Regions from separate parts of the Mus musculus genome. Here regions 1, 2, 4, 5 and 6 are each linked to region 3. A link is a contact called in public Hi-C and promoter capture Hi-C data. All regions are on one chromosome and are shown on one strand. The core of a region is the stretch at or near the end of the contact, and the rest is flanking DNA. Distances in the headings are between cores, read along the strand shown. Region 1 holds the start of Katnb1 (katanin p80 (WD40-containing) subunit B 1). Region 2 holds the start of Csnk2a2 (casein kinase 2, alpha prime polypeptide). Region 3 holds the start of Amfr (autocrine motility factor receptor). Region 4 holds the start of Gins3 (GINS complex subunit 3 (Psf3 homolog)). Region 5 holds the start of Got2 (glutamatic-oxaloacetic transaminase 2, mitochondrial). Region 6 holds the start of Setd6 (SET domain containing 6).

Region 1 (4,673 bases), core at 1,289-3,788, 1.1 Mb before region 3:
GAGTGCACATCTGTCTCAGTACTGTTTTCTAACAGAATATATGGGTAAGTGTGACTTTCATAAATGAAAGCCTTTTGGAGTCGTCAATAATGTTTAGGAATGTGAAAGAGCCAGGTGCCAGGCAGTGGTGATGCACACCTTTAATCCCAGCACTCGGGAGGCAGAGGCAGGCAGATTTCTGAGTTCGAGGCCAGCCTGGTCCACAGAGTGAGTTCCAGGACAGCCAGGGCTACACAGAGAAACCCTGTCTCGAAAAAAAAAGAAAAGAAAAAGAAAAACAAACAAACAAATAAACAAAAAAACAAAATGAAAGAGCCAGGCATTGTGGCACAGTCCTTTAATCCCAGCACACAGGAGGCAGAAGAACATGTCCCAAGCCAGCAAAGGCTACAGGGATGCCCTATCTCAACAAAGGAAAAGAATCTAAGAGAGTTTAGGCTAAAGAATTCTGAACTATTTTTGCTTGATTTCACTTCAGAGCCCTGCCAGCATCTTTGGGCAACCTCCCCTCCATCCACATCCCAAGATCCTTGCATCTGATGGAGGAAAAGGGACCTGGGACATGTCTGGGGTTCTTGGACCGCCTTTCAGCCTTCCTCGCAACACTCCGCTCTTCAGCTTGACCAGACAGATCTCACCTGAATCTCAGAGCAAGTACCAAGCACAGCTGTGCTTATCTTGCTGTATGGAAGGGTTGCTTAATCACCTGCCCAATGTGATTGACATCTTTGTCTACCTGAAAACAAGGACTGTGAGTCTCTCTTGTGCCAGGGAGAGGAGACAGAGCTGAAGGCTAAGACTACTCAGCTTACAAAACAACAGGGTGATAAATGAAAAGTACTCACGCAACTTCCAGGCTGTCTTGGTGACCACAGGGGTGGCCATGCTTCAGGGGGTGGCGCCTGAGACCCCACCCACAAAACAGATTGTGCTTTCTCTGTGGGGTGGGGGTGGATCCCCCCCAGATCCGACAATCAAGTTGGCAGGGAGTTCCCACACATCCAGGCAGAGAGTCCGCCTCTCCTGGCCCAGGACTGCCTGGTGGTTTAGATCATCCGCTATCAAGCAGCAGCCTGGACACATAGGTCGGGATCCCAGATCATGGAATGTCAGGCTTGGACCATCTCAGCTCAACACTGGGCTAGAATGCAAGCAGAGGCGATGGTGGGTTAGGAACTGCTTGAGACGAGTTACAAGTCCCTGGGTCATCAAGGCCACTTGATACAGACTAGCCAGAGCCTCCAGGGCCTGGAGCTGCAGTGCACACTGGGTCTGAAAACCTGTGACTTAAGAGCCCAAAGATAAAAGACCTTCCCTAGGTAGCTGGGCCTGGTGGCTCACGCCTTTAACCCCAGCACTCAGGAGGCCAGCTAGAAGTAGGCAGATCTCTGTCAGTTCCTATCTCAAAGAAAAGAAGGAAGGAAGGAAGGAAGGACAGACTGACATAGGTAGGTGGAGAGGGGATGGAGAGACTGACTTCTCAGGGGCCTACAGTAATGCTCCTGGATGCTGGGTGTCCTAACTTGCCAACCCAGCACCTGCTATGGGGCAGAGAGGATCACATAACTGCAGTCCACTTGGATTTGCACCCCATGTATTGGATGGGGCACTGGAGTCTGAGGTTATGTTTTGGTGCCCATGAGAGGCATCCAAAAGGCAGAGAGACAGAGAGATACACGGAGACGAACAGAGAGACTGAGAGATAGGCAGACGTTCAGAGAGAGAGAGAGAGAGAGAGAGAGAGAGAGAGAGAGAGAGAGAGAACAGTAAAGGCCTTGGGAGGGGGTGATGTTGAGAGGATTCTGAGGGTCCAATCTTCTTGCTTCCTCCATCACCAACTCCCTGGTAAGGGAACCACGCCCACTCCCTGCAACTCTCAAGGGCATAGCTAGGAATTGAGTCTCCAGTCTAGGTGTGAGTCGGAATGACTCCTCAATTCTAAAAGGCCACAGCGTGGATGGAGCCTTCCACCGCCGCCACGGCCCTTCGCCTCTTGCCCAGGAGCTCTCTCGCTGGATTCTCTTTCTCCTGTTGCCTATGCTCCCGTTCTGGCACATCTTGAGCTTCCTTAGTTGGCCATGCTTCGCCAGACCCTCTTTACTTCTCTTGCCCCGCTGCTATCAGAATCCCCCATTCATTCGCTCTCCTGTTTCTGGAGCCCCGACTCAATACGATCCTCCGCACACCCTCAGCTCTGCTTCCGGCCCACCAGCTTTCCCTCTCCGGCCTCCACACACCCGTCCTGCTCGTTCATCCCAAACCTGCCACCGGTCCCTCAGCTTCGCTTGACCCTCCTCCCGTCTGCCTTGAGGGGCACTGGCTCCAGCCTGTCCTGGCCGAGAGCCTCCTGCCGGCGACCGGACTGTCCCCTCCAGGCTCGGCGAAGACTAGAGCCATTTTCCCTTTGCCTCCAAGACCCCGAGAGCCACTCTACCTGCAGCTGTAGCTCTGGAGGCCAAGGCTTCCCTCCAGGCGCGACCCCCACTTGCCTCCATCCTTTGCCCTGATTGGTCGCTGCTTGACAACCGACCCTCACAACAAAACCTCCGGCCTAGAGTCCCTCCCACTTCACTTCTTACACCAATCAGTCGCCACGGACGCCCCGCCTTCCTCTAGAATTGACCAATGGAAGCAAGCGCTTCCGCCGATTTACGTAACTACCCGCCTCCTTTCCCCGACTCAGACTAATCACGAGAAAGAAGCGCTTACGGACCGCCCTTAGGTCCCAGAAGAACCAATACAGGCTTCTGCGTTCTTAGTCCCGCCCCCAGTCAGGCTTGGTTTTTTCCGCCCTTTTCCTGCATTTCCTGGAACCCGGTTGTGTTTAAAAAATCCGCGAGCTGCACCCGATGGCGGCTGCGCCAATCACTTCAGCAACAGCTCTGGATTGACCAATAAACGTTAGTGTTATTGGAGAACCAGCTCTGAGATAGCCAATGGAAAGGGGACTTCTAGAGTGGTATGAAGTTGCAGATCTTCCATATTGAAACAGGGCTGCCAGGACCCCGCCCTCAGACTGTGAGTGTCGCCCGCGTAGTGGGAGGACTTGGCTCTTACTTGGATCCACACGTCTCCTGGAGTTCGCTGACCTCGAGGGAAACAGAGCTTAGTTACAGTGGGGTCGATGTCGAGCCCAGGAGTTCGTCCCTAAGATCACAGTAGCACAGTGGGATGAGTTAGGCTTGTGTCTGCTCGCCTGCGTGCGGAAGTAAAACTACGGAACCGGAGAAAGGCTAATATCTGTGACAGGACAGACAGGTTGGGATGGGGACAGGCTACATAACCCACCATGAGTTCGGGTCCCCCCCTTACTGAGAAACTCGGTCCCAGCCCTTTGCAGAAATAACCTCCAACTCTGGTCTATCCTACACTCACTCCCCTCTGGTCGGGGCTGCTGCATCTGGCGTTCTCCTCTACACAGTCCGGAACGGGAGGAATTTCCCATTTCTAGACGAGGAAACAGATGCTGTGGTGAAAAAGACCAGACATTTGGAAGATCGGACCCAGGACTTAAACTTTTGTTCTTAAAGGCAAGGCACACAAAGTCCCTATTAAATGCAAAACCTTTACGGGAACAAAAGTCACCCACCAGCCTAATGGGAAGTCGGCCCTGCGTAGAAATGGGTAATTATTAAGAGACCTGGATTTGGAGAATAACATTTGATCAAAACTTTGTACTTTGCTGTTCCCGCAACTTTTTATTTAAAAAAAAAAGTCAAATTCTTCATTTTGACACATTTTGCCTTATCTGCTTTGTTTATACAATTATATGTACATTACAGATCCTAAGACATTTCAGTCATGGCAACACTGAGCCTGAAGATCGTTAAGGGCCCTTAGTCACATAACCAATGTCACCACCCCTGAAATAACTTCATTCTCTAACATGCAGACTATATTAAAATGACTGTCACCATCCCCAATACACATAACTTATAAGCAGGAACAAGACTGGGGATGTAGCTCAGTGATAAGAGAGTCTTGACTGGTATGTAGGAGGCACTAGGTTCAATCCCCAGCACTGGAAATACAAACTACCTAGGACCAAGAGAAATGGCAAGGCTCAGTGGCTAAGAGTGATTGCAGTGCAAGAATGAAGACCTGAGTTCAAATCCTCACGACCCATGTAAAAATCTGGGCATGGTGCATGTGTGCTTATAAGGAGCAGTGTTATAGGGAGCAGAAACAAGAGGATTACTAAGATTGTTGGTTGTCATCCTAACTACGGGTTCAGTGAGAGACCCTGACTCGAGGGAATAAGGTGAAGAATGTCAGAGGACAATGCATAGTGATACAATGGGACATGTGTACACACACACCACACATGTGGGGGGCGGGGCACAGTATCTTTATAGGAACCAGACAAGATTCTGCACTCTTGGCATACTTGACTCTTCTAAGATCATCCTATTTCTGTCTCTTGGATCTCCCACTACCCTTCCTCTCTCTCTTCTCTCCTCCCTCTGTATCAGGGTCTCACTTTGTAGATCAGGCTGGCCTTGGACTGACAGAGATGAAGAGCTGGCATTAAAGGCATGGGCTACCACATGAGCATGCACCCCTGGCTTTAACCATGGGTTTGGAACTATGCATTAAAGCTTACTGGGCTCATCTTTGAGTGAAAACAATGACTGCCCCGCAACCGGAATTCAGCAGCAGCCAGTAATTCAACA
Region 2 (4,431 bases), core at 1,631-4,130, 1.5 Mb before region 3:
TGTGAGCTGCAATTCGGGTGCTAGGAATTGAACCTGGGTCCTCTGGAAGAGCAGCCATTGATCTTAACCCCTGAGCTATATCTCTTTCCAGCCCACAGTTCTTGTTTTATTGAAGGTGTTAGAGTTTGCACAAAGTTGCAAATTTGTGGGCTTTTTCTTTTATGACAAGGTCTTGCTATGAAACCCAGGTGGACTTCAAACTCATGACTCTCCTACCTTTGCGCCTCCAGGGTCCTGGCGTTACGGTGCCTGAGTCAGTACTTGCGGATATTTGGCTTATGTCATTAATTGTCAGCCAGTGGTTCCTTCTTTCCATGGATGGTCATGTCCTTGGGAACCCATGGGTTTTTGTTATTTGTTGGTTTTCTACAGAGCCACTTGAGAATACATTGTGGAGATTAAAACAGTTCATCCTTCAACACTTGAAAATTTTAAAACCAAAGGGCTTTTCTTGTTTAACCCCAATATAAAGCTCATGTGCTTCAAGTTAGCATTAAAACAGTGGTATTTTCCAGGCAGTGGTGGCGCACGCCTTTGATCCCCAGCACTTGGGAGGCAGAGGCAGGTGAATTTCTGAGTTCGGGGCCAGCCTGGTCTACAGAGTGAGTTCCAGGATGGCCAGGGCTACACAGAGAAACCCTGTCTGGGAAAAACAAAAACATTGGTAATATATAATATACACCCCATATTAAAATTACCCCAGAGATAAGTGTATTCCTCTCTCTCTCTCTCTCTCTCTCTCTCACACACACACACACACACACACACACATACACACACAGTTCCTGCTTTTGCTTTTTTGTTGTCTTTTGTTTTTGAAATAGAGTCTACATAACCCACACTGGCCTGAAGCACATTACAGAATCTAGGCTATGCTGCTGCCTTAGCCTCCCAACTGCTAGGCTAACAGTCATGGACTACCCCACCTGGCCTGACCCATTTATTTATTTTGGATATTCTTTGCTGCTTTTGAATGATAAGGGCAGTAGAAATAGTGTGTCTGTCTCTCTAGGCTTCTGAATGGTTTGTTTTATTTTTTATTTTGGACAGGTCTCACTCCATAGTCCAGATAGACAGGCATCAAACTCATGCTGATCTGCCTGTCTTAACCTCCCAAGTACCAGGGTTACCAAAATGCACTACCACACCTGACTGCATCCCCCCACAAAAAAGTAAACAAACAAAACAAGATCTTACTATGTAGCTCAGGCTGGCCTTGAACCCACAGTCTACTCCTCAGGTAGGATTACAGTGTGCAGCCTCAGGGGTCGCTCTCAGTCTCCTTTACTCTAGAGCAGCACCTCAAGTTTTGTTTTGGCTGTGACACTGTTATTTTTTAGCAGTGTGAACTAGATTTTTTTGCTGAACTGTCCCTCAGTTTGGCCGTGTCTGGTTGGATGCAGGTTGAGCTTTTTTGACAGCAATGTGATGAGTGGTGTGTCCTTTCTCTGTGCGTCACACAGAAAGTCAGCTGGTCCATGCATAATATGACCTTCAGGGTCCCCTTTGTAACCAGCATGGTAACCGTGGGCCAAGAGCACTGTGTTGACTGAAGGCCTCCTGCCCGGCAGACACTGAGTGACCTGGTGGTGATCACCCAGCCCTAGTCATGCCTTCACATTGTTTTCACAGGGAGGGGACAGATGGCAAACCAGGAGAGGACTCATGCCAAGCTGTAGTTTTACGAAGGGCATGGAGGAGTCGCTGAGAGAAGTATCAACTTCAGAGAAAGTGGCCTCTAAGGTGAGATTTGAAAAAGAAAGCCAGTCATTTGTGGGGTGGCAGCGGTACCCCGTGGCCAAGCTCAGAGAGAAGAAGAAACTGAAAGACGGGCATGCGCTATTCTCAGGGAAGGAAAGGTGTAGAGTTTAACAACAGCGGGAACATGTAGTGTTTTAATATGGAGCAGTCCTTAGTCTCTGTACAGCTCTGTGAAGTCGGTGCTGGGTTGATGCTACAAAATCTGTAGCACGGAGACGTTGAGTCATTGGTTCAAATCTGCATTCCTTGCAAACTATGGAACCGGGACTTGAACCTCGATAGTTCGGTATGTGAAGAAAGAGGAAACGTGGCCTCATCTAGAAAACAGTGTGTGGGGGGGAGGGAGAGGGGGAGTTTAGAGTCAGAGCAACCTGGGCTGGAAGAAGAGATCCTTGTTGTTAAAGAATATGAACAGGAAAACAAGATAGCCGGGGACCCCAGGACATCAATGAGAGAGAAGACTGTTCAAGAAGTCCTCACTCCCCAGCTCTCCCTCCTCCCAAACAAACAAACAAACAAAATGGATATTTACATTCTCAAAGTATGATCCACAAATTACAGGTTCAATACAAAGGGGGAAAAACCCAGTTAACTTTATGGGGAAACTATCTGGTGGGCTCTGGTTTAAGCAAGTGGCCCAAAGGATGGCTCAGTGGGCTCTCAGGGAGGAATCTGGATGGGGAATTGGGAGGCGAGGGTAGCTTTAGGACTAGTTTGGTTTTCCTCTTGAAGGAAGGGATCTGTGGATGGCAGGGTGGGGTCCAGAGTGGGAAGAGGAGTGAGGAAGGGGGACAGTTTGAGGGGAGGGTTCTTGGGTTTCAAAGAAAGTCAGCTCAGGGCCAATATGGGAGGTCGTGGTGGGTGGACACGAGGTGACTGGACAGTGGAACTATGCTAAGCGCGGCGGCAGTCAAAGGTAGAGACTTCTGGGGGGTGGCCTGCAGTTGGGCAGGCAGCCGGCCACATTGCTTGGAGGGTGGCGAGCTCGCTGAGGGGGCGGGCGCCGGCCATAGTCCCCCCGCACTGTAGGGGGCGCTGTGGGCCGGGGCGGGCCGGGGCTGGGCGGCGGCCGCTCCTGGCGAGTGCGGCCCCTTTTCCGGGTTTCCTCCGCCTCCTCCTCCTCCCTCTTCGCCGCCGCCGCCGCTGCCGCTGCCCCTCTCCCGACCGGTGGCTGCCGCTGCCGCCACCACCGCCTCTGGGGGGCCGCGAGCCGAGCGGAGGCCTCCGCGGAGCACGAACCCCGCCGTCCCTCCGGCAGCCGAAGGCCCCGGGCCGGCTCGGCCGGCGCCTTCCGCGCCCCCCGGCCCGAGCGTCCGTCCGTCCGCCCGCCCCCGCGGGCCCGGCCTGGCGCGGACGCCCGCCGCCGCCGCCGCGCTCCTCCTCTTGCTTGGGCAGCCCGCGGCCCGCCGCTTCCCGTGCCTGCCGCCCCGCGCCCCGCGCCGCGCCGCCGCCGCCCTCGGCGCCCCGCGGCGCCCCCCGGTCCCGCCCGCCATGCCCGGCCCGGCCGCGGGCAGTCGGGCCCGGGTCTACGCCGAGGTGAACAGCCTGAGGAGCCGCGAGTACTGGGACTACGAAGCCCACGTCCCGAGCTGGGGGTAAAGCCGCCGCCGGCCGCCCCACGCGCGAACCGCACCCGCCGGCCGCTCGGCCTCGGGGCTGGCAGGGAGGCCCGGCCCCGGCCGCACGTGTCCCCGGCCTCTCCTGTCCGCCCTGCCTCGGTCCCCGGCTCAGCCGCCGGTGGGGAGAAGCGTGGGGTCGGGGGTGGGGGCGGCCCTTCCTCCTCAGACTTTGGGCTTCCTATGGGTTGGGAAGTCCATGGCTGTCCTCTTGAGCTGTTGAAATCTCTACCTCTTTACTTTCTGAAATGAGGCTGGGTGGGAGGGTCATTTTGAAGAGGGGCAGATTGTCTAGAGCGGGCAGTGCCCCCTGGAAGGTGTGAAATGGGAGGCAGGTGCCGTGGAGCCACGGGCAGGGCACCCCAGTACCACCAGGGGGGATGCTTCCCTTAGTCCCCTTAATGGCTCCTGAGGCCTTGTAGCTGCCCATTCCTCTTCTTGTTAAGAGTCAGTTAGGTTAGGAGCTCTGCAGAGTGAAGGGAGCCAAGCTTCTGTGTGGCTCTCATTTAAGAGAATGAGTTGCTGTGTGATGGTAGGAATACTTCCGAATGCTTGATTAGTTGGAGATGGCGGATGGATGTGTGGTGGACAGAGGCTTGCTTAATCCCAAATCCTGGCATTTATGTATATCTCTTGCCTTTCACAGTAATCAAGATGATTACCAACTGGTTCGAAAACTTGGTCGGGGCAAGTATAGTGAAGTATTTGAGGCCATTAACATCACCAACAATGAGAGGGTGGTTGTAAAAATTCTCAAGGTGAGTGGCCAACGGTGGCATGTAACCTTTCCCCCCACAGGGCAAAAGAACCAGCTATCCCAGAATAAGCATCTCCTACAGGACTCCTACCATGCTTTTCCTTGTGAACTTTTGAGAAAATGTGCGGGCTGGTCTTAATTCTGAGTTTGGTAGGTCAGGAACATTTAAAGTGTGAATTCTGAACTTCTCAAACAAAGCTTGTGAGGGGGGACTGTATCTGATATGGAATAAAGAGGTATTCGCAAGAGAGGAAGGAGTTTGCATGGAGAATCTGTCAACTGTAGGGATTCTAAATC
Region 3 (4,577 bases), core at 1,947-4,446:
TACTGTTCCATTGAGAGAAGAGCAGCGTGTTGAGAAAGCAAAGCTTTGGCTAGGGATGCTGCTGTTCAGTGGGAAAGCGTTTGCCTAGGAAGGTTTGGGTTCAGTCCATGTGTCCTCCAAACAGAGAAGTTGGTAATTATGTTCATATATAGTATACAAGCACCATTTATAGTTGTGACTTTGAGAATTTGAACCTGGTTTGTTTATAGGAATGTATAAAGAAACTGGAGTTTTGGGTTATGTTTTTATATTTGTAAAGCAAAAGTTTGATCAAAATGATCATTGTTCTTTTTAAAAGTTTTATTTCACTGTTATTTCAATAAAAATATTTAAAACTGAATGACTAATTGTTTGGGATATTGGTGGAGGGTTGCTCAACTTCGTAGACCAGTAGTGATCCCACAAAGACAAGTTTCCTTGTCTGTGGTAAGGTCCATTGTGTAAGGGACCACTTTGGCATAGTGATGGTTTGGACTATCGATCAATGTTATCCATCTCCCCCCCCTCCCCCCTTGAGATAGGCTCTCTATGTTACTCTGTAGACAAGGCTGACCTTGAATTCAGAGGTCTGCCTGCCTCCATCTCCCAGATGCTTCGATTAAAGGTGTAAGCCACCATTGCCTAGCTCTCTCTTCCCTTTTTTTCTGTAGCATGTCCTTAGATTCACTTACCTGCAATTGATGGAGTCATTGGATTCAGAGCCTGAAGACTGGATACTTACAGTTGCAACACAGTTGTGTTAACTACCTGTTGTTCCTATCATTAAGGACTGTTTCTTCATCTGCAGGGTTACAAGTGGGAGCTACTTTGATCTGGCTTCTGGTTAAGACTTTAGAGGAGATGCTAGAGAGATGGCTCAGCAGTTAAGAGCTCTGGCTACTCAGAAGACCCAGGTTTAATTCTCAGCACCCACATGGCAACACACAATTGCCTGTGATTGCAGTTTCAGAGGATCTGAGACCTGGTAGGTAGGTGTGATACGCATACGTGTGATACACCAGGGTACATGTGATACACATTAGCTTGTGCAGGCACACACAAATTCACATAATCTTTAAAAGGACTGTAGAGTTTATCCTTCTTGCACTGGCCTGTGGCATGCTCCAAAGTCCTAGCTTCCTGGGAGATTGAGCCAAGCTGATTGTTTAAAGCCCAGGAGTTCAAGACTATCAAGACCCTGTCTTCAAAGTAAAGCTTCCAGTAGTGCAGCAGAGAGGAGAGGGAGGGAGGGAAGGAGGGAAGGAGGAGGAAAAGGGTTCGGGAAACAGAAGGTGTTTGCTTGGGTGTGGTGGTTCATGCCCTCCATTCTCTAACCCTAACAGGAGTTTCAGTAGGGGAATTGCCGAGAGCTGGAGGCCAGACTGGGTTAGACTGAGAACAAGCATCTCAAACAGGTCCTCGAAGGAAGGATGACATGCAGAGCACTTTCTTGAGGGTAAAGGAATAGAACAATGACTGTTCTCTTTCAAAACAGAAGCCATCCAAAATCTTTGGCCTTATCTTAAAGTGTAGCTGAGCTGGGTTAATTTCATCTGTTACAGATGCTGGATTTTCAGAGAGCCCACGCTTCTGAGATGAAAGAAGGCAGCTTTGTTATCATCAATATGAAAGGACAAGTTTGGTATCTAATACTGCTGGGTTGTAGCTTACATTGAGTGTGCATCACAAATGAATGGTTTAAAAATCATCGTGACTCAGATCTGACCTTGTAAAAATCTCTCTGGAAAATTACCACCCAAGTTTTTTTCAGAATAAAGATTTCCATTATTTGGACAATAGTGTTCCGGCTTGGTATTTTATTTTTACATTTAGTTATGTGTGGGGGAGACACAGATATGGAAGTCCGAGGACAACTTGGGGGAGTTATGAGAATCAAACTCCAGTTTGTAGCAAATGGTTCATCTCACAAGCCATGTTGCAAATGACTGGGAACGAACCAAAGGGAACTATATTGTACAAAGACTCATGATGAGATGTTTTTAAGAATTATAACAGTGGTTAATTTTCAGATTTAAAAGATCTATAGAAATATTTGGCATGAAAAAATACTACAAAGACAATTTCTCCACATTAGAAAATTTGGAAAATTCAAAGCTGTTTACAGAGCTACATTCTGGGATAGGCACTAACACATGGCTCGGGGATATAATAATTAAAAACTGTACCCTATGTTATCTTATGTAATTCACATAGATATAACCTGCTGTTTATAGTGTACAATTCAGTGACTTTGAGTGTATTCATAGTTGTATAACAGCAACTTTAGAAATTCTCACTTCAGGAAACTAGTACCCCAACCTGTCACTTCTTTAGCTGTCACCTCCAGTTCTTTCAAACTCCCCTTCTACTCTACATTGCATGCATTTGTCTTATCAGCGTGGTCACACAGAATTTAGATATCTGTGTGTGGCTTGATTCAGACATCGTCAACATTCTCTGATATTGTAGCATTATCTGTACTTTATTTTCAAACGCTATAATTCGAGGTTTGCCTCTCTGGTTTTTAGGAGTAGTGCTACTGTCAGCCTCAATGTAGGGACTTTGTGTGGGTGTCTGTTTTCATTTCTCTTGGATGTTTACTTAACAAGCAGTGTAACTGCCAGGACGAAGGTCACCCTTTGGTTTACCTTTTAGGAACAGGTATTTTCCAAGAAACTAAGCAGCATTTGACATTCTTACTTGTAGCTAAGAGGGAACAGATTTTTATTTCTGGTTAAATTGGTTCCTCCGTTTTAAAAATATTCTATCTCAAGGCTTCTCTTATTTCCTAAGCATCATGTCGCTTCTTTAGGACACCAAGGAAGCCTCTAGTCTACAGGGTGGTGGGATGGCGGGTTTACCAGCTTTGGCGGGGAGGAACAAGCGACAAGTGGCCAGGGGCAGGGGTCCCGCACCCTCACCCTGCCGCCTGACCACGCACACAGGCCTGCCGTCATTGCCTACGGGCCAGGCTCACCCCAGAGCCCGGCTCGGGTGCGCTCGTGGCTTCAGTGGGCCCAGGGTCGCCAAGGATGCTGCAGGGGGCCGGGACGCGGGGCCCCAGGCCGGGTCCTGTGCTCTCGGGGTTGCAGAGCGCCGGCTGTGGGCGGGGGACGAAGGCCGCGCCCCCGCGCCCGTCCCGCCCGCGTCCCGCTAGGGGCGGCGGCCCGCCCCGAGTCCGCCGAGGCTCTTCCGCGCCGGCAGGGGCAGCAGCGGGAGCGGCGCGGGGCGGAGCGGCGCGAGCAGCTAGGAGCGGCCCGGCTCGGCCCGGCGCAGCGGCGGCGGCAGCGGCAGCGGCAGCGACGCCAGAGCCCGTGGGCGCCTTTCGCAAGGCCGCCGCAGGCGCCTGGCCGCAGCGCGGGAAGCCTCGGGGGCCGGAGCCCGTCGCTGCCGCCATGCCGCTGCTCTTCCTCGAGCGCTTCCCGTGGCCCAGCCTCCGCACCTACACGGGCCTCAGCGGCCTGGCCTTGCTGGGCACCATCGTCAGCGCCTACCGCGCCCTCAGTCAGCCGGAGGACGGCTCGGGTGAGCCGGAGCCGCTAACGGCCCCACTGCAGCCCGAGGCGCGCCTGACCGCCGGCGGCCCCCGGGCCCGCGACGTGGCCCAGTACCTGCTGTCGGACAGCCTGTTCGTGTGGGTGAGCGAGGCTGCGGGCCGGGCGCGGGGGCGGGCGGCCGGGCGGGAGCCGCCATGTCACCCATTATCCGCAGGGGGGCGTGGCCGGGCCCTGACCCCGGCCTCCTCGGCCCGGGGACCGCGGCCCTCGCGTGGGGCTCGAGGCCCAGCGGCGCTGCGAGCGTGGCGGGCCGCGGAGAGAAGGTGTCGGGATGCCGGGGAGAACAGTCGAGGCAAGGGCGGTCGGACCCGCGGGCTCCAGGGCGGCGGGGTGCGGCGACCCGAGGCTGTGAGAAGCCGCGACACGTCCGGTTTAGCTCGGCGTTGTTGGGGGCGGCTCGCCGACGAAGAGAAGGCCGAAGTTAGGGGGACATTTTACTCTTCGCCAGACAACTTCGAAATGGTGCTATTTGTCAATGCGTTAGTCCCGATGGGCGCTATTTAACGAAGCAAACAGACCAGCTACGTCCTTTTATCTCACCCCCAACCACCCCCCGCGATGGTTTGTGACTGTTCCCTTTTTGACAGAAAGCAGCAAAACACTTTCGGGTCGGTGTGGCAGCCCCTCCTTTGAACGCGATTCCTCCGTTTAGCGATCCATTTTGAAACAAGGGTTCTAGTTTGTCTGCCGGTGCGAGATAAGCAATGTCCACATGCCACAAGTACTGGCTTCGTTTGTTACATCATTTTAGGCTGGGCAGATCTGAGAAAATTTTGCTCTCACCTTGCACTTGAGTGCCTCTTCTATGAACCCTCAGAAATAGGAAAAGTTGCTCCCGGATTTAAAAAATTGTCACTTGGATTTCCTGTGGCTTGGTGGGGATCGTATCTCCCCACACGGCGCCTAGAGAAGGCTGTAAATGACTGAGGGGTTAATGTTATAAGTTTGTAGAACTATAATGCAACTCATTTGTTGTAATTATTCCCACTGTGCTTCATCAGGAAGCAGCGGGATTTGTGAACTTCGTGGGCTGCAGATGAC
Region 4 (4,338 bases), core at 324-2,823, 1.6 Mb before region 3:
AGAGGCAGAGGGAGGCAGAGGCAGGCGGATTTCTGAGTTCAAGGCCAACCTGGTCTACAAAGTGAGTTCCAGGACAGCCAGGACTATACAGAGAAACCCTGTCTCGAAAAACCAAAAAAAGAAAAAAGAAAGAAAAAGAAAAGGAAAAAAGAAAAAGAAAAAAAGACCCAAACTCGGCAGGATATCTTGTTCAGTAGAGTGTAAGAGCTCAACTAAATCCTAGCCATACAGTGGTGACACACACCTTTAATCCCAGCATCAGGGAGGCAGAGGCAAAAGGATTGCTGAGTCTGAGGCCAGCTTGGTATACAGAGCCAGTTTATGTCAGCCAAGGCTACACAGAGAAACTCTGTCTCAAAAACATTAAAAAAACAAAAACAAAAGACTCCTAAATCTTTCTCTATGACAATGGGGAGCCAATAAGTTGACATTTGGGGTAGAACTCTGTGGTAGCATGCTTGCCTGGCATGTGAAACGCTCCAGGATTCACCCCCAGTCCTGGAATATTCTTCAAAAACATGGCGGTCGACTCTGAAGAGTCGACTTACAAAGGACTGTGAGGTTGAGAAGCAGCCCAGGGAGCAAAAATGAGCCTTTCTGTTGTTGAAAAAGTAAAAATGTGGTGTTTTACTTTGAGAAAAAGTACCTAGAAATAGACAGAGACAAAATTGATACCCTTCCAAACAAAACTTAAAGGACCTAACGGGAAATGAAAGTAACCATTGCAAGTTACGCTCTTGGGACAAACTCGTACTTGAAGCCATAGAGTCCAAGGTTCGAATCCCAGTTCACCATTTACTGGAGGACCCTGGCTTTGTTAACCCAGCTTTTGTTAGGTTTATGGGAGGGCAAAAGGCTTAATACGGGAAGCTGCAGTTGCCATTTTTCAGTGCGACACTGAAAATTGTTATGAGCAACCTTTTACCGAGGACTGCCTTGGTTAAGCCAGCACGGACTTACTGTGGAACCCTGGCTGAGGTACTCACTCTTTGTAGAATTGCCTAAGCGAGAAGATGACAATTTATCCCCCCATCACAGACTCCCATCCCCTGATGGACAGTCGGTCCTCGGAAACAGGCTGCAGACACTGTCATAATTGTGCCGAGTGCGCATGACAATCTGCAGTTCCCAGACTTCGAAACTTCAAATAAGTTTTATGGAAACCATGAATAGAACCAAGAGACCCTGAGATGATGGGCTGGAGCCAAAGCCAATGACTTTGGAAAGTTTGAAGACTAAGATCGGTGGCGGGAGAGTCCTCCGAGTGCTGTGCAGCTTCCCGGGACCCCCGAGGACTCCCACCGCCTCCAGATCTTGGAAACCTCTGCCCCGGCCGGGCTCGCCTCACCTGAGGGAGCGGATGGTCCGGCTCGGAGCCCGCGCCCCGCTCCAGGAAGAAGGCTCCCAGGCGCGGCATGGGCGTCTCGACCCGCACCGGCAGCTTCTCCTGCGACATCAGGATGTCGTCCAAAGACAGGAAGTTCTCCTCCGGCCCCAGAGCGCCCGACTCCACTGGGAAATACGCCTCGGACATGGCAGCTCGCAGCACAGTCAGGGATGAGGAGGGCGCGCCACCTCAGCGAACTAGGGCCGGCTTCAAACTCGCTTTCCCGCGCCGCACTCGCCAGACCCGAGCAGTCGATTTCGGCGAGCCTGCGGCCGCTCAGGCAAAAGCAATCAATAAGGTCACAGATTGGGTCCAGTGTCCCCGCCCAATGCGGAAGCCCTGGATGAGTCGGCCGGAAGTCCTCCTGCAGCTTGTAGACTAGGCTGGGGAAGGTATATGAAGCTTGAACATCATTGAAGGGACAGCATGTGTCTGTACTAACGGAACTGTGTTCATGCAGCCTTTAAATACACACATAGAATTTAAAAACATCTTTGGGGATTCAAGTAATATCATTTTACACTATGTATTCCAGCCCTCATTAATCCCGCTTTTATTGCATTTTCACTGGTAGGTTAATTATTGTCTTTGAAAACAACAGAAGAAACTAAAACGCAAGCACTAGTCCAAATGTTTAACTGTGTGCTAAGTTACAAATTATTTGTAGTATTTTGGCCGGGTGTAGGTTCAGGTGGGGTGGGAGTCTAGATGGAGTGGTAGATTTATATATGGCTGGAAGATCTGAAGTTCAGGGCCTTGCTCTACTGTCAACTGGCAAAGTCCTCGTGTGGTGATCAGTTTGGGTTCCTGAAAGAGGAAACTAGACCAGTTTCCTAGTCTTTTCACAGCCACTCTGCAAGCGGGAGCTCCTATATCAAATGCGATCACAGGTAGAGTACCTGAGAACAAAGGAAAGACCACGGTTGCTTGGTTGCTTGGTCCTAGATTTGGCGGTACATACATGAATACAGGTTGAGGCAGATTGTTGCGAGATTTGCTACCGAATTTACCTACTGTAGGAGGGCATTCCTGAGGTAGTGGTTTGTGAGCAACACAGGAAAGGGGGCGAGCATGCCTTTCATCTTTTGTATTCCTTTTTAGTTTTGAATGAAATAATTTGTTAATGTATTTACATAATTCACTACATTTAAGCAATAGCCTTCTAAATATGGACTAGAACTTTACATATGCTAAGCAATAGTCACTTGCTTTTTCTTGCCAAAAACACTTGTATCACATGAATGCTTGAAGTATTTACACCACTTTCTTTACTTTTTATTCCTCTTCTTTTAACAACCATTGCTCTAGTCAGTTTAAGACATTTTATTCCAGACAGCTACTTTAAAAAGTTGCAATAATGTCAAGCATGCTGGCACATGCCTAGAATCCCTGGACTGGGGAAGCCAAGGCAACAGGATCTCAGGGTCGAAACAAGACCAGGTTATAGGGCAAGGCCTTATCTCTAAAACAATTATGACTAATGTGCTTGTTGACAAGAGCGGGTCAGAAGCAGACCCAGGGTGTGAGCTAGGCATGTCCTGTAACTACTGGCAATTTTCTGCATGTACCCAGTTCTTATATACTGCTGCTACCCAATTCACAATGGTTCGACTCACAATCTTTTACTTTACAGTGTTAACAAAAGCTTATTCATATAACCATGCTGTAATTCTCAATACAGTGTTCAATAAATACCACGAGATGTTTCATGTTTTGTTATAAATTAGGCCTTGTGTTAGATGACTTTGCCCAACCATATGTTAATGTGTTGTAAGGCCATTTGAGGCACACTGGGCTAAGTGCTGATATTTTGTAGGATAAGAGATCAAATGGAAGAGATAAAGATCAAATGCCTGCATTCCATCCAGAAAGCTGAGAGTGGATCTTGTTAATGACCTGGTGACCTTTTTGCGGTCTGTGGAGGCAGACCTCACCCCTTTTGCTATAGAGGCAGACCTCCCCCAAATTCCCCAGGATGATTATCCCAGACTCTGCCCTCCTAGACCATTACCCATCCTGACAGAAGATGTCACATGTACATTATGACCTGCTGACCTCTATGATGTCTTGGTCAGAGACCACACTAGATTCTAGGCCTATCAGATATGAACCCCACCCTCGTGGTCACATGTACTTTGTAAAGGAGTTTCTATGTGGTCACACCTTAACCTTTATTGTGCACCAGGAATTGGACTGACTGGAAGCTTTTCCCAAACTGTACTATTTAAAATATGCTGGCAATGAACTGTCTGCATCAGACTCCCCGAGGTCTGGTCCAGGTTGATGGAGGTCAATCTGCACTGGGTTTTCATTCTTTTCTCTTTTTGTGGTTGGGTTCCCTGTCACCTAAAGGAACCCCCTCTGCATGGGATACATGTGCACACACGCACACGCACATGTCTACACACATACACACATGCATACTGCATGCAAACAATATAACACTGAAAAATTAAGTAAACATAACTGATAGTGATAATGTATACTTTTCTGCTGAGAGGGAGATATGACAATAATAGAGTTTAGGGTAGAAATATTAATTCAGGTAACTAAGAGCAATATGGGTCATTTGCTGCTGAGGACAGTAAGCTACTTTTGGGTAGAAATAATAAAAAGACTTAATGAGTTAACATGATAAAAAAAAAGGTATCACTTTTGTGCAGGGATCAGAATATTGGCTCTAAATAAAACACCATGTTAATACTAAAGGGATCCAGATGAAATCGGATGCTCTTGGTTTTTAACTTCTTGGCTGCTGCTGAAGCTCTTGACTACTTGTGTACTGTTCCCCCATTTAGCCTTTCCTCTTCTTAAGCTATGAAACAAGAGGCTGGAGAGGTGGCTCAGCAGTTAAAAGCACTGACTGCTCTTCTGAAGGTCCTGAGTTCAAATCCCAGCAACCGCATGGTGGATCACAACCATCTGTAATGGGATCTGATGCCCTCTTCTGG
Region 5 (4,651 bases), core at 848-3,347, 1.9 Mb before region 3:
CAATAAGTGACAGGAAAGGCAAATCAGCTGCAAGAAACAATCCTGGGCCTGGCTTACAGGTTCTGAGGTTCAGTCCATTATCATGGTGGGAGCATAGCAGCATCCAGGTAGACACGGTGCTGGAGGAGCTGAGAGTTCTACATCCTGTTCTGAAGGCAGAGGAAGAGACTGTTCTACAGGCAGCTAGGAGGAGGGTCTCAAAGCCCACCCCACAGTGACACACTTCCTTCAACAAGGCCACATCTCCTAATAGTGCCTTTTCCTGGTCCAAGCATATTCAAACCACAACACATACAATAGTGCAGGAATCCAAAGTCATTGCCAATAGGAATCTAGCCCAAGATTTACTTGCTGGGTGGTGGTAGCACATGCCTTTAATCCCAGCATTTGGGAGGCAGAGGCAGGCAGATTTCTGAGTTTGAGGCCAGTCTGGTCTACAAAGTGAGTTCCAGGACAGCCAGGGCTCTACAGAGAAACCCTGTCTTGAAAAACCAAAAAAAAAAAGAAGAAGAAGAAGAAGAAAAAAGAATCTAGCCTAAAAGCTGGAGAGATGGCTCAGTGGTTAAGAGCACTGTCTGCTCTTCCAGAGGTCATGAGTTCAATTCCCAGCAACCACATGGTGGCTCACAACCATCTGTAATTGGATCTGATGCCCTCTTCTGGTGTGTCAGCAACAGGATGCTCATACAACATTAAATAAATATCTATTTTTTTTTAATCTAGCCCAAGGTCAGGGAGACACATGTGCCAGAAGACAGTAAGTTAGGGTAGACCAGAATGTGATTCCATGTAGGGATCTGGACTTCATGCAACAGCCCTGGAAGAAATGAAGATATCCTAAAGAGGCACTGTGTCTATCAATTTGACTACTGAAACAATGGAACCCAAAGAAATGGCAATATCTCTAGGAATCTCATACTGAAATAAGAAAAGGCCCCAGCCAGAGAGGCAACCTTTCTCCCAGAGAGTCTATACAGTTCTAGCAACTTATCAGATCCATCACCTTATAGGATGGGTTAATGGCAGGCAGGAACACAAGCTGACTGGGAATCTGTTTACGTTGGAATCTCTCATTTGAACCCCGAAGGAAAACTGGATCTTTCTGTCCAACTTCCTAGTGTGGCCACATTGAGTAAAAAAAAAAAAAAAAAATTTCGAGACAGGGTTTCTCTGTGTAGACCAGGCTGGCCTCGAACTCTGAAATCCACCTACCTCTGCCTCCCAAGTGCTGGGATTAAAGGCATGCACCACCACCACCCAGCAAGTAAATCTTTTTCTGCTTTTCACTATTTTACTTTGTTTGAGGACCAGTGACCTGGGCCTGGTTTGCAGCACATGCTGTGGCCCCCAGATTTGATAACAATCACACAGACAACTGAAGTGGCCGGAGAAATTAGACTGGCAATCTATACAGATTTCTGCAAGGCATCCCTGGGAAATAATGGCCCATGTTCAGAGTGAATTCGGTCAACTTGTGGACTTGTCTCAAATTCATTCTCCCAGCCTTTAAAAGCTTATTCATTTCTTCCAAACATAATTATGAAGACTTGATGTGCAAAAGTTTGTCGTTGGTCCTGGGTAATTTTGTATTGACTAATCAGGCTTTTTTTTTTTTTTTTTTTTTTTTTTTTTTTTTTTTTTTAGGGCATAATCTGCTAATCTCACAAGTTAATACTCACAACTGCCCCACAAAATATGCCTGTTGTCCTCTAACAGGGACATGAAAGCATTCTGAACCTTGAGAGACTTGCACTTGGGGAAACTAGTGGGTTGAAAGGAAAACCACACTGGAGCATTAGGAAAAAAAAAAAATACTTCCTCGGGTCAGTTTACATTTTTTTCCTTCTTTCAAACTGGCACGCTAGGCAGCTGCCTCTAGCGTAGCGGATGATTAACTGGAAGCAGAGCGCTGAGCACTGTGGACTGCGCATCCTCACATACAAGCTTCACAGGATTTATAGGCAGCGATTAGCAGTGCCCTTGCGAGTTTCCATGACCTCCGTGGAGGCGTCGTCGTTCTACCCCCGACCGCAAGGGGCCGCTGCGACATGATTCGCTCCAGGCGCAGGGCCGCTCTAGCCACGCCCAGGGAAGTCACTGTCCTCACCTTTTAGGAGCCCGCGCCTCGGTTCCAGCGGACGCTTCCCCAGATCTCGGCTCTACCACCATCCACTGCCGTCTTACCGCCCACCATGGCCCTCCTGCACTCCAGCCGCATCCTCTCCGGGATGGCTGCTGCCTTTCACCCAGGCCTAGCTGCTGCAGCCTCTGCCAGAGCCAGGTGAGCCGAGGGATACAGAGATGCAGCGGCACCGCGGGCCTGCCCCTGCCCAGCCGAACTGTGGACCCTGTGAAACCTGCACCCCACCCCGCGATCGGACACACGTGCGCACCTCGTGTGTCCCCAAGGGTTGACTGTCCCGAGTCTTAGAGTCCAGTGTCTGCGCCCCGGGGTGACCCCAGGACCCCTCATCCCTCCCCTGTATCTCCGGACAGAGGGCCAGCGTAGCCCCCGAGGTGGGAATTGTGGTTCTCGACTGCACCCAGAATCCCATTCTAGCGGGTGATGGGGGGTCCCAGATGTGGACTCAGCACAGTGGGGTGCGGGGCAAGGGGTGAGCACGTGGGCGGTGGCGCTGGGCCATCCTCTAGCCGATTGGCTATGGTGCCGGAGCTGCCTGTCGCTGATTGGCTGTGGTGCAGGGGGGCGCGCATGTCCTTGACCAGCTGCCCTGCGGGACAACAGGTCCAGCTGTCGGGGTCCAGAGGGTTAAATCTGCCAGTGCTGTGTAGAAGCAGCGTGCGTGACGGGGGGAAATGTGACCACATGCAAGGAGGTTCTGGGGGCGTCCAGATCCGGTGTGCATCCATGACCTTGGCGTAGTGCATCCTTCAGTGTCACCACAGTAGTGCCTGATGATCCCCTATCCCCTGACAGACCAGCCTGGCCTTTGGATGGAAAAGGGTTGAAGTGTAATGTACTTTCTTTGTTTTAAACCCTTGGGAGATTCTGTTGACTGGAAGCCATCAATCTTTCCCTGCATTTCAGTCGGCTCTTTGCTCCTTAAAATATTTCGTAACCCAGTTTCTCCGAGCCAGGCACTGGACCAGTTGCTGGTGATGCAGCTGTGAGCAAGACAAGAGGACTGACTTCCTTTTTTAAAAAAAGACAAATGAGTCATCTTAAACTAAGGTGTACTGAAAGTGCCAGGCCTAAACGGGAACTAGTAACTCCTGATTCTTCCTTGGGCCTCAGAAGAGCAGATTTGAGACAGTCTCCTGGAGTACGGCAGACACCTCCCCGGGGCACATACTAACTGGGAGCGAAGCCTACGTAACTTTTTATGCTTGCCTTCTTCCCTTTGAATGTGTTCAAGCATCTTCAAGGTAGTAGAACAGTCTGTCCTTCCCAGAGCCCGTTTTTTTGGCTCCATGCCAATGGGTGCCCTTTTACGCCTACCCACCTGAAGGGGAGGAGAAACGGGGGAGAGTTATTTATGCTGCAATTTGGAGAACAAAAATGAGGTACTTGTATGGGTAGGAGGAAAATCAGTTTTCCCGTTATTTTAACCTTGAAATATCCCTGTTTGTAATGTATATCTATATACCCGAAATACCTGACCTTCACTTAAACTGCTTGGCCCGGTTTCCCCTTGGATGTGACTGCTTAGTGATTTCAGTCTGAGAGCCTGACTGCTGTTTCTTTTCTGTCATTTCCCAGTTAGAATTTAAGGTAAGGGATAGCAGAGACCTTGGCAACTTAGTTCTGAGTTGTATCTAAACGCTTGCTTGCTTCTGTGTCGGGGTTACGTAGCCCTGGCTAGTCTGAAACTTACTATGTACACCAGGCCTGCCTGGGACACAGCTGCAGTCATTTTACCTGTAGCTTTCTAATGTTACTACAGCTTCCTTCTCCCTTCCCCCAGGGATAGAACCCAGGGCCTCAGTGCATACCAGGCAAGCACTGTGCCAGAGATACAGGCCTGGCCCGTGAAATGCCTTTCACTTTGTATATTTTTATTTCAAGCCCTCATTTTATAAACAAATACAGCATTTTTTTTTTTCATTTTTAGATCAAAATCTACACATGGTCCTGGAAACCAAAAATTTAGGGGCATGAGACAGGGGAATTGCTTTGAGTTAAAGTCCATTCTCCTAAGCTACAAAAAAAAAAAAAAAAGTTCCAGGCCAGCCTGTGCTAGAGTGGGACTGTAAATAAGAAAACGTTTCAAAAGCTGCTTAAACCTCTGGGAATATGAGGCCTTTGTAATGCTTATCTGAATACTTTGTACCTAGCATCTTTTGGTTGAGTGGTCACCGTTGCTCAATGTTTGTGGCCCTGCAAGTCTCTGTCCAAAGGGCATTGTACGAATCATTTTGTAGGCCATGGGTTATCAGTTTACCCCCGGAGCACTCTGGTTTTCAACTAATGCTATGTCTTTACAAATAGCAGAGCTCTCCCAGGTCTATAATCTTCACAGTTTTAAGGCGTGGGATAATGAGGGACATAGAGAACCTGACATTTGATCAGTCATAGCTGATCAAAGGATTACTGTCCCTTTGCTTAGCATGCTTGACATGAATTTGGAAATTGTTTGGGGCATTTTGGGTTTTTTGTTTGTTTGTTTTACGAATTATGCAAGAATATTCA
Region 6 (4,747 bases), core at 1,666-4,165, 1.7 Mb before region 3:
CTCCAAGCAACAGAACATGACCTTAAAAGGTTCTCAGGAAGCCTGCTTAATTTGTGAGTTCCAACACCCGATGTAAGATCATCTTCTGACCATAGCGGACCTGTAAGGCTTGTTGTTCGCGCCAGCTCAGCGTGGCATAGGCCTCCTTATTACTGAGTAAGTCCTGGTCTGTTTTTAAGTCTGTGGTGTAGGTCTGTAGGGTCAACAGAACACTGTTTCGAAGAAGCCGTTTCCATGATTCTTGGAGCTTGGGGATATCTGTGATTGCCAAACTGTCGTCTTCTGTCTCCTCCTCTCCCCATCCAGCCCGCTCTTTATAGTCTCTGAACTCCTCAGCAGGCATGCACAGTACCTACAAGAAATATGGGCCCTTTAGTTGCAATGTGCTACTGTGAGTTTCAAGACAACCATACCACTGTAGAAAGTTAGGTCCCTCCCCTTTCTTTGGTTTTATTCTAAATACCAGCAACCCATACCCTGTCAGTCCTGTACCTTCAGTGTGGTGGCTAGCTCCTCTTCAGTCAGCACCTCCTCACAACCTATCACAAAGGCTCCCTCTTCCCCTACCATCTCCTGTTTGCACAGGAAATCCCAGCGTTCACACACGAGCAGCTTTTCAGTTTCATCCTTTGTTCCTATAAAGTAATGGACGGAGAGAGCCGACATCAACCCCAGCAAGACAAGTGCAGTCAAGAGGTATACAGAACCTGGGATGGGCAGACGCACCCTGCAGTGCAGCATCTCGGACTGTCACCATCTGAATGTCAGCCGTGTCGTCTGTGTTGTTAGGATAGGGCTCAGCAAAACCATACATATGAATCAGTTGCCAGTTAGCCATTTGCCCATATGTGTTGAAGATTTCATGACCTTCAAGAATGGGCTGAGTAGCCACCATCCGGAGATAATCCTGGGTTAAAAGGATAAAGCTGGGACCACACCATAGCCCCCACCAGACCACTTCTCTCTTGGAAGAGCCTACTGAATGTGCGCTGAGGACACAGACCATTTGTCTACTGTTCAGTCCTGTATACTGAGGGGGTGAAACCAACTTTAGAGGTCAATTTAGTATATTAGGTGTATCTGCCTAGTTACCTACACAAGCTTTAAGAAAACCAAGCCTAGGCCTGGTGATAAACACTCAGTGCTCAGGAGACAAAACTCTTGAGTCTTGGGCTAGCTATATATATATATATATATATATATATACACATACACATACATACATACATACATACATACATACATACACACACATACATACACACCTGTCTCAAAAACAGAACAAGTTAATCCTCATGTCAAAATAGCAACGGAGGTAAAGAATAAGTGAAAGTCACATCTGCTTACACTGGAGAGCAAAGTTTGACATGTATAGACGAAAACTGGAAGCTATGGGCCTGGAACCTTGGATCCTGCCTCAGCCTCCTAAGATTACAGGTGTTAAGACGCTGCCAATATTTACATTACATAGACGTCTGTCTGCTCAAGTTTTCCTACAGAATCAACACTAAAGTGGGGCCTTTCTTACTATGCCTCTGGCCCATAAACATCCCACCTCCTAATAGCACTGAACTGCTGTTAATGCTCTCCACAGGGCCTGAGGTGACTTGGCAGAGCAGGCAGCTATTCTGGTGGACTTAGGGTGTGTCCACACCATCTCAGTTGATATCAAAAGTACACCGGAGAGTAGCTAGTCTCACCGCATTTTCACGATTAGTAGGAAACTGGAGCCCAGTGATTTGATTTGTAATGCACACCACCTGACCAGGGATAGGGGTCCACTCACTGCCGAGTACTCTAGATTGGCATTATGATTGGCTATGTGGTTTAGTATGTCTGCAGCAGGCACCATCAAGGGTGAGTTGGGCTCCTTTTCATCATCATCTTCCTCCAGCGGTTCTTGAAAGCTGCCGCAGAGAGAACTCAGCTAAGGCCCAGTCTCGGGTGAGGGACCTGGAGTTCACTGTTCTTTCCCACCTTCCCTCTCAAAGATGAGGGTCTGCTCCTCTAGGCTTTAATCACTGACCTATAAGCCATCACGAGGGCCACGAGCTGCTGATAGAGTTCCAGGGAGCGAACAGAGGGGCTGAAGAGATCCGAGTGAGCCTCCATGAAGGGCAGGACGATGGAATAGTATTCGCTACGGATGTTCACCAAATCCTTCTCCACGGCTTCGGGGACACCTGTACCCTTTAGGAGTCGCAACCGCTCTTCCTCCGGCCTGCAAGGACAGCCCACCCGGAGCCCTTCGCAGCCTTCTCATGCAGCAGGTGCCCAGTCCCAGAGCAAAGAAACTGCAACAGGTTCTTCCCGGCCCTTCCCTCGGCTCTCACCAAAACATGGGATGCTCCAAACGCCCCAGCTCTGGCCAGAGCGCGAAGTAAGGGCTCCAGGGTGATGCTGGGGCCTGGAGCTCGTGGAGCAGCGCCAGCAGCAGCGGCACCCACCCAGACAGGCTCTGCAGCGCGCCTCGCTCTAGGGAAGACACCAGGTGAACGTCCAAGCGCCACTCCCTTGCCAGCCTCCGAGCTGGTCCCCCTGCCCCTTCCTTACCCACCTCGCTCCAGCAGGCCGCTGATGGAACAGGTGTGGGGGGACAGAAGCGCGGACCGCGGCACTGCGAAAAGGAGCTCCCCGGCCCGCACGCTCTCCCGCGCCACCATGCCATAGCCGGCCACCGTGCCCTGCCGGCTCACCGTCACCTTAGGACTCAGCTCCAGCCCCACTCGCCTGCACCAGCGCAGGAAGCCGGCCACCGCGTCGCCCTCGGGCTCGCCGCCGCTGGACCCCGCAGGGAGCGGCAGGGGCGCGCGGGCAGCTCTCGGGGAGGGACAGGGCGCGACGAGGGGCGACCCGCCACTTACCCGCGCGCGCTTGGCGGGGGCCGCCATGCTGCGAGCAGCCGGGTCCTCACTGCGCTTCCGGGGCGGAGCTGGGCGTTTCTACTAAACCGCTCCGGTTTAGGAATCGCGCGTGCGCGTGCGCACCGGCCTCCACCCTAGTTCTGGCCGTGTCCCGGAGAGCGGCGTGCAGGGACAAAACAGTTTCTTCCTCTGTGGAGGCTGGGCTAGTATGCCGTAGTGACCGACTGATGGTTAGTGATTAACCATCATTTCACTGACTGATTGATTAGTCCGTTTACACCTGGGTTTGAAGTGGCCTTAAGGGTTTCCACATTACACACACACATACGCACGAGACAGACAGACAGACGAGAGACAGAGACAGAGAGGAGAGAGAAGAGAAAAGAGAGAGAAGAGAGAGACAGAGAGAGAAGACAGAGAGAGACAGAGAGAGACGCTGGAAGTAATATAAGGTGAATGAATGATAGCACAAACGGTAACATGGAGAATTCAGTAGTTTAGTTTCAGTACCTGGAAGGTTGAGGGGGGTTTGTGGTTTACTGGGAGTTTCTGGCAAGCCAGACAACAGAGTGACACCATGTCCCAAAACAACTAAAACCAAGCAAATAGTGTTGTGCCCTTGCTTTGAAGCGGTCTTTCTTGCTGGCTAAACTTTCTGCTCAGCTGTGAAATAGAGTTAGTATCAGGACTGGTAAAATTATATCTCAGTCAGAGTATATAGCCGCTTGGTAGAACCTTGACCATCATGTATAAACACCCTGGTTCAATCTCTTATCACCCTAAGAGGAAAAAAAAAATTAAGCAGGGTGGCCTACATAATTCTAACACCCATGACGCTGAAGTAGGATTGCTGAGTATTCAAGACCAGCCTGGGCTACAGAAAGATTGCTCAACCCTCCCCCAACCAAATGTGTCTAACAGGCACTATCCTCCAACTATCAGCGCCCTGGGGCAGCCAGGCAGCCTAAACAGTTGAGCCTTCCCTGTGATAGGAAACACGACACACGTAGACTTAATTTCTTTATTAGTTTTTCTGCACAGTTAACTTTCTATATCAAGGATTTTTGTTTTGCATTTTGTAATCTCAAAGTCTCTTTATCAGCCACCAAACAGAATACACAAAATTAGGCTCTTAACTTTGTACAGAGAGGAAAATAATGAACTCCATTAAAAGTTCATCTTGACCAAAGAGAAGACAACTACCAATGGGAAACCACATACAGGAAGGAGGACCTGATATACATACATATATATATATATATAATGTATAGGTATTTATAGATATCTTAAGAACACAGCAAAAAGATGTCCAATACTTGGAGTGCTATCTACAGTAAGGGATTAGTTCTACCACCTCTAAACAGTCACATTCAGTATTCACGGAAGCACGTGAGTGAACTGAACCGGGGATAGGAAACACTCCACTGGACTCCAGAGCAGTCTAGAAATGGCTTACAGTTACAGAAAGGGGCGGCATGTGCCACAGATAAATGGATGTGGGTGTCCTCTTGCCTCAGAACACCCATACAATACCACATACATCATCCCCACTCCCCATATACACACTTAGTGCTTTCTCTCCTCTCTGGGGATGAGAGCAGATGAAACCAATGGCCAGGCTGTGAGCGCCTACTTGGTGAGATGGCGGGCATAGTTGTGGGCTGTAGGAGGCATGGAACCTTTGTTTGAGGATGGCCCATTTCCCACCCAAGGGCCAGGCAATCTCCAGCCCCTCCAGCAAGCAGAGGTCATTGTATCTTCCCATCTGTGTCTTTCTAACAAGCTCACTTCTCAAGTATTGTCTGTGACACACTGGCCCAAGTTGACCAGGGCACTGTGACAAATACTTGGTGAAATCTGGGACAAGAGGGACCTACAGTACC

The links. Promoter capture Hi-C pulls out the DNA fragments that hold promoters and counts their contacts. Hi-C and Micro-C count contacts between places; a contact is called where the count stands out from the background.
Region 1: a contact with region 3 is called in a Hi-C map of B cells, with 7 read pairs. The contact joins the promoter of Katnb1 here to the promoter of Amfr in region 3. A contact is called at or near these places in 3 of 484 Hi-C or Micro-C datasets (B cells, centroblasts and regulatory T cells) and 1 of 9 other capture datasets (adipose tissue).
Region 2: a contact with region 3 is called in a promoter capture Hi-C map of hematopoietic stem and progenitor cells, with 5 times the contacts expected there. The contact joins the promoter of Csnk2a2 here to the promoter of Amfr in region 3. A contact is called at or near these places in 3 of 39 promoter capture datasets (hematopoietic stem and progenitor cells, liver and pre-B cells) and 1 of 9 other capture datasets (liver).
Region 4: a promoter capture Hi-C map of pre-B cells shows a contact between it and region 3. The contact joins the promoter of Gins3 here to the promoter of Amfr in region 3. A contact is called at or near these places in 2 of 39 promoter capture datasets (liver and pre-B cells).
Region 5: a Hi-C map of CD4 T cells shows a contact between it and region 3, with 6 times the contacts expected there. The contact joins the promoter of Got2 here to the promoter of Amfr in region 3.
Region 6: a promoter capture Hi-C map of liver shows a contact between it and region 3, with 6 times the contacts expected there. The contact joins the promoter of Setd6 here to the promoter of Amfr in region 3.

The regions. Positions count from the first base shown.
Region 1 is chr8:95,079,066-95,083,738 of GRCm38.p6, reverse strand. Katnb1 (katanin p80 (WD40-containing) subunit B 1) reads right to left here and starts at 2,538. Exons shown (of 20, transcript NM_028805.2): 1 at 2,435-2,538; 2 at 846-1,141. The coding sequence starts at 885.
Region 2 is chr8:95,487,269-95,491,699 of GRCm38.p6, reverse strand. It overlaps Csnk2a2 (casein kinase 2, alpha prime polypeptide), which reads left to right and starts at 2,880. Exons shown (of 12, transcript NM_009974.3): 1 at 2,880-3,356; 2 at 4,024-4,135. The coding sequence starts at 3,253.
Region 3 is chr8:94,011,259-94,015,835 of GRCm38.p6, reverse strand. It overlaps Amfr (autocrine motility factor receptor), which reads left to right and starts at 3,196. Exons shown (of 14, transcript NM_011787.2): 1 at 3,196-3,617. The coding sequence starts at 3,375.
Region 4 is chr8:95,630,794-95,635,131 of GRCm38.p6, reverse strand. Gins3 (GINS complex subunit 3 (Psf3 homolog)) reads right to left here and starts at 1,573. Exons shown (of 3, transcript NM_030198.3): 1 at 1,349-1,573. The coding sequence starts at 1,534.
Region 5 is chr8:95,885,847-95,890,497 of GRCm38.p6, reverse strand. It overlaps Got2 (glutamatic-oxaloacetic transaminase 2, mitochondrial), which reads left to right and starts at 2,097. Exons shown (of 10, transcript NM_010325.3): 1 at 2,097-2,281. The coding sequence starts at 2,193.
Region 6 is chr8:95,714,081-95,718,827 of GRCm38.p6, reverse strand. It overlaps Setd6 (SET domain containing 6), which reads right to left and starts at 2,915. Exons shown (of 7, transcript NM_001035123.4): 1 at 2,558-2,915; 2 at 2,334-2,475; 3 at 2,027-2,221; 4 at 1,787-1,907; 5 at 727-907; 6 at 493-635; 7 at 1-352. The coding sequence starts at 2,891. The coding sequence ends at 47. It overlaps Ndrg4 (N-myc downstream regulated gene 4), which reads right to left. Exons shown (of 17, transcript NM_001372423.1): 17 at 3,872-4,747.